2 separate regions of the Mus musculus genome follow, and region 1 is linked to region 2. The links are chromatin contacts, called in public HiChIP or PLAC-seq maps. All regions are on one chromosome and are shown on one strand. The core of a region is the stretch at or near the end of the contact, and the rest is flanking DNA. Distances in the headings are between cores, read along the strand shown. Region 1 overlaps Atrn (attractin). Region 2 holds the start of Oxt (oxytocin).

Evidence for each region. HiChIP or PLAC-seq counts read pairs in DNA pulled down with a chosen protein or histone mark.
Region 1: a contact with region 2 is called in an H3K27ac HiChIP or PLAC-seq map of acute myeloid leukemia, with 3 times the contacts expected there. The contact joins the enhancer-like site here to the promoter of Oxt in region 2. A contact is called at or near these places in 5 of 39 promoter capture datasets (the C10 cell line, HPC-7-derived erythroid cells, cranial neural crest and 2 more), 1 of 15 datasets of contacts at CTCF or cohesin (pro-B cells), 4 of 484 Hi-C or Micro-C datasets (the G1E-ER4 cell line, the THB-7 cell line, cerebral cortex and 1 more), 1 of 115 datasets of contacts at active chromatin or transcription factors (acute myeloid leukemia) and 2 of 9 other capture datasets (embryonic stem cells and pancreatic islet).

The regions. Positions count from the first base shown.
Region 1 is chr2:130,931,692-130,934,391 of GRCm38.p6, forward strand. It overlaps Atrn (attractin), which reads left to right. Exons shown (of 29, transcript NM_009730.3): 2 at 1,695-1,778. Among named protein-coding and RNA genes, the nearest start is that of Atrn, 27 kb to the left of the region's middle. Within about 2 kb of position 1,375, at least 31 of the 459 cell types and tissues checked have an H3K27ac peak or open chromatin away from gene starts, as enhancers often do. A contact at or near this core is called in acute myeloid leukemia, where this site is marked.
Region 2 is chr2:130,574,919-130,577,618 of GRCm38.p6, forward strand. Oxt (oxytocin) reads left to right here and starts at 1,251. Exons shown (of 3, transcript NM_011025.4): 1 at 1,251-1,411; 2 at 1,673-1,874; 3 at 1,959-2,136. The coding sequence starts at 1,292. The coding sequence ends at 2,014.

The sequences.
Region 1 (2,700 bases), core at 125-2,624, 360 kb after region 2:
AAGAAGGACTATGTAGTGTTGGCTGCTGACTCTGAAGTAAGTGCTCATTACTGACAGATAGTGTATCTTAGAGCCTGGCAGATGGGATGGAAGTGAGGAAGCAAGTAGCACCTTTGTATATTATGTTCTAAGTAGCCAGAGATACTTGACACAAAACAAAGTTGAGAAAATGTATCTTCTAGAAAATACAGACATGGAAAGGTGTCCTTTCTATAAAAGAGGTATTAAACATTAACCTGAAAAAAAAGTTAGCAAATTGGGCTTTGGCAAATGAATATAGTCAAGTTTCATTTTTATTTTGTTTTTTGTATATGACTGTTTGGCTTGTTGTACCATGTGTGTTCCTGGTGCCTAGGAAGTCAGCTGGAGTTACAGATGGTGTGAGTTGCCATGTGGGTGCTGAGAGATGAACCTAGGTCCTCTGGAAGAGCAGTTAGTGCTCTTAACCACTGAGCCATCTCTCTAGTTCCTTCTGTAGAATTTTCATTAATTTACAAAGGAGAAAGTATAAATGATAAAACCATGAGAAGATAGACCGGCACTAGAATTAGTGGAGTCAAAATGTTAATGATATGTCAGATACGCCTTATATGAGGAAGTTGCAAAATTATGAAAATCCAGGCACTCCACTGAGTTAGAAATCTAGGCTCTGATGCATACTGCTATGGTAAGGTAGCAAGTGGCCATTGAGTGCAGAAGTGAGTCTGGATGGGTCTTCTGGTGTTGTGGAGCACACAGACTGCTGTCTTCTGCATTGCAGTTTCACCTGTATTTCCTTGGAACTACTTAGCTTTGCAACTAGGCGTTAAAAAAAACTTTATATTTATGGTTTTAAGTTATTTATTTGTTTTATTTTATTTTATGAGACATAGTCTCACTCTCTAACCTAGGCTGGCCTGGAACTGCCTAGGTAACTTGAGCTGGTGATTCTCTTGCCATAGCCTTCTAAAATTTTAGATTGCAGGCATAAGCCAGACCACTCCTGACTTTTGTAGCCATTTTTCTGACATGAAGTGTAACTTTGCTTTCATAACTAAAATGATTTAGTTGTTTTGTTATTGTTTAATCCCTTTTGCTTTGAATGTATCCTTTTGTGTGGGTGGCAGATATATAACCACAGACTTTTCCACAGGCATCCTACCCTAGGTCCAGAAATGACTCTGAGACGTCTTATATATGAATGAATGCCTAGGCCAATAGCTTTGGCTGATTTCCACGGGTTCATAGCTCAGTTATCCCATTTAAACTAGTCTAAGTCATGCCATGAGGCTACATACCCCTCCTTCAGTTTCAGGCGACTGTCTTCTCAGTTGTGTAATGTCCTATCCTCTGTTGCTGCTCCCCAACCCCCATCCTTGCGTCATAGTCCGTCTGTCCTCGTCTCCCCCCATTTACTTGCACAACGGACTCTACTCTAGAAGTCCTCTCTGTGCTGGAGCTTGCACCTCCGCTCTCCCCGTCTAAGCTAATAGGCAACAGCATTGTACAGACAGGTGATGCTTCCATACATCGCACAGGAGATTCTCCCTACACAGATACTTATTCATCCAGCGTGAATGCAACCGTCCAGGCGTGTTCTCCTAGTTGTAGTACATGCTGTTGTATCAGTCTGATGAATTTCTTTGTCTTTACAACCAAGAAAGATAATACTGTAAGAAATTTTGACTAACATTTTTTCTTTATTTAAATTACAGACTAACTGGCTCTTCTGGATTTGTAACAGATGGACCTGGGAATTATAAATATAAGACGAAGTGCACATGGCTCATTGAAGGACAGTAAGTTATAATGGCTGACTTTATTTTAATTTATTATAAGAGCACAGTATAGCACAAAATACTTCCATGTGTGTTATTGCTATTTCTTGAGACAGGACCTTTCTGACTGAGTAACTCAGGCTGACCTTGAATTTTGCTATGCTACCTCTGCTTCCCAAGTGCTAGGGTGGTAGGTGTGGACCACCATGCCCTGCTGCTAAAATACCGTTCATTGATGCTTTTCATTTGGATAGTGTTCTTGCTTTTTAAAATTTACTTTTTGGGGGACCAGAGAGATGGCTCAGTGGGTAAAGTGCTTGCTGAACAAGTCTGGTTATGTGAGTTAATCCCTGGCTCCCACAGTGGAAGAGTGACTCCTGAAAGTTGTCTTCTGACTCCCACGCTTGTGCATGCACGCACACACACAAATAATAAAATAAAAAATTAAAAGGAAATTTTCTTTTTTGGGTGATAGGGATTGAACCTATGACTTCACTAAGCAAGTGCTCTATTGTTAAATAATTCCTTTAATTTGTGGGTTTTTTTTTTTTAGGTTCCAAGTTGACTTAATGTTATAAATGAAAGATACATACCAGAAATTTGCATATTTCTAATAGTTTAAAAAACTTAGTTAAAATCTTTTTAATAGTTTGCTTAAATCTTTATATAATAATGCTATTATATCATTTTTCTAAATATTGATTTTATTATCAGCAAAACAGTAAATGAGCCATCAGAATAACCACTGTAGCCTGTTTCCCTGGCCCTCTGTCCTTCCATCTGTCTATCTTCTCTTTTTTTTCCTTTTTTGTGCCTGTCATTTAGGGCAAAGCATTTTAGTCTCTGAACAAAACTTTGAAATTTCCAAGTAACTCTTGTTTATTTGTTGTGTCTCATATTCAACCCAAGAAATATTATTTACTAACTCATTTAAAAGCAACAA
Region 2 (2,700 bases), core at 1-2,500:
TGGCTGTCCTGGAACTAACAGAAATTCTCCTGCCTCTGTCTCCTGAGTTCTGGGATTAAAGGTGTGCACCCCCAGCACCCTCTCTTGATATGTATTTCATTTTAAGGGGCTGGAGAGATGATTAGCCTGCACACTGCTCTTTCAGAGAACCAAATTTTGTCCTGGGCACCCACATAGGCCTACCCATGATCCCCTTTAATGACAGCTCCTGGGGATCCAGCACCCTCTTCTGGTCGCCAAGGAAACCTGCGTGCACAAATGTACACACACAAAATTAAAATTGAAATGCAAAAACTGTTCCCAAAATGTACTGCTACCATCATGCGGGGGACTTGCCCCACCCAACGTCGCTCACACACTAGGCAAGTACTCTGCTACTGGGCTGCATGTAACACCCTTCCCATGCAGACCTATGCAGACCTGCAGCCCAAACCTGAAATGTACCCAGAGCTGCCCAATTGATTGCACCAAAATGGGCCAACCATTATATGTGGCCACCTGAGAAGGGTATGACCTTGGCACAAATGGCTTGCTGTAGCTGAGGCCACCTGTTGGCCACACTCCAGCAGCTGATGGCCACTGTTTTCTCAAACAGGAGTCTAGGCACCTAGTGTGGTAGTGGATAACTAAACTCAGCATTTGGGAGACAGAAGCAGATGGAGCGCTGTGAGTTCAAGGCCAGCCTGGTCTACACAGCAGGTTCTAATACAGAGTTTTAAATACTAGTGTAATTTTCCTTTTGCTGTAATTTTTCTTTCTTTTTATTTTAATTTGGTCTGTTAACTGTGTTTTGGTTTTGATCTCTACTGAGACTTTGTTTTACGGGCTAGTTAGAAGAGCTGAGGTGCATTCAGAGATTGAACAAGACGCCATCTTTTTCCCCATCTAAGTTTCAGGTCCATGTAAGGGCTCCCTCACTCACTTGCCCTATCCTGCCTTATTCTGAGATATTGGATATCTGTGAAAAACAGCTCCTGGCTAGGGCGCACCTCCAACCCCTCCCAAGTCTCTCTAGCCTCTTGTAGCCTAGGCCACCCCTTCCAGGCTGCTTCTCTTTTGAGTTCCAGGTCATTAGCAGAGACGATGACCTTGACCCTAGCCCAGACCCTGCAAATGAAGGGCCTGCCTCTAAACAGCGTGGAACAATTTGACCCAAGAGACCTTCTGTGACCAGTCATGCTGTCACCCTCTTTAGACAGTGCTCCACCATGGCAGTGCCCAGACATAAAAAGGTCGGTCTGGGCCGGAGAAACCATCACCTACAGCGGATCTCAGACTGAGCACCATCGCCATGGCCTGCCCCAGTCTCGCTTGCTGCCTGCTTGGCTTACTGGCTCTGACCTCGGCCTGCTACATCCAGAACTGCCCCCTGGGCGGCAAGAGGGCTGTGCTGGACCTGGATATGCGCAAGGTGAGTCTCCCCGACCCTGTCCCTTCCCTTCCCGTTCTGGCGATGCTAAGGACCAGAGAAGCTCTCCCACCTACAGAGAGCATTCCCGCACACTTGCCAGCCCTACCAAGGCCTCGCGTGGGAACCCAGGGCTTTGGGAAGTGTTAGGCTCCCTCTTGACGCCGTGAAGGTAACGACAATGCCGGAGCACCCACTGCCCCTCGCTCTGCCACAGTCCGGATTCGGATTGTGCACGGCGCCCACCCGCATCCTTCCCCACAGTGTCTCCCCTGCGGCCCGGGCGGCAAAGGACGCTGCTTCGGACCAAGCATCTGCTGCGCGGACGAGCTGGGCTGCTTCGTGGGCACCGCCGAGGCGCTGCGCTGCCAGGAGGAGAACTACCTGCCTTCGCCCTGCCAGTCTGGCCAGAAGCCCTGCGGGAGCGGAGGCCGCTGCGCCGCCACAGGCATCTGCTGCAGCCCGGGTGAGCAGGAGGGGGCCCAGCAGGGTGACCCGGCAAGGAGCCGTCGGGTTTGCAGCTCAGAACACTGACCCATTTCTCTTGCAGATGGCTGCCGCACAGACCCCGCCTGCGACCCTGAGTCTGCCTTCTCGGAGCGCTGAGCCCACTTTCTGGGAATACCTTTAGCGCGCTTCCTTCGTTCCCCATGGCCACTGCCAGAAAAAAAAAAAAAAAAGAAAAGAAAAGAAAAGAAAAGAAAAATAAAGTAGATTTCCTCTTCAAACTTGACTGGTGTCTAATTGTCGGAAACGGGAGGGAGGAAAGGCACCGGGAACGCCGTGGATCTTGGCATTTTGTAGCAAAAACAGTCCAGCAGGCTGCTCGGGGACCGAGGGGTGCTCTATGGGCTGCCATCTCCCATTAGCCCCATTTCCATTTCAACTGGGCTGGGCCTGATAGACTTAAGAGAAGAATTTGGAAGTCCAAACAGCAACGGTGGACTTCTGTGGGAAAGGGCAACGCCTAACAGGGGACTGAGGAGCCTAACAAGGCAGGCTAGGAGGCAGGGGAACTAGTTCAGTCACTTCCATATCTGAGAGGGGGCTTTAGCTGTGACCTCAGAGGTTGAGGGGGCAATCCTGGCCTAGAAGGCAGGGTCTTGGCCAGGGGAGGGTAGTTACAGAACCATAAGGTTTCCACAGAGCTGAATTCTCACGCAGGCCCCAAGGAAACCACAGCTGGAAAGATCAAGAACCAACTGGCCTCTCCTCTGCTGTCCCCAGGGTCGGGCCTGAGCTGGGGGTGGGGGTGGGGGGCGGGGGGGGGGCTGCCCGCCTCTGCAGGACAG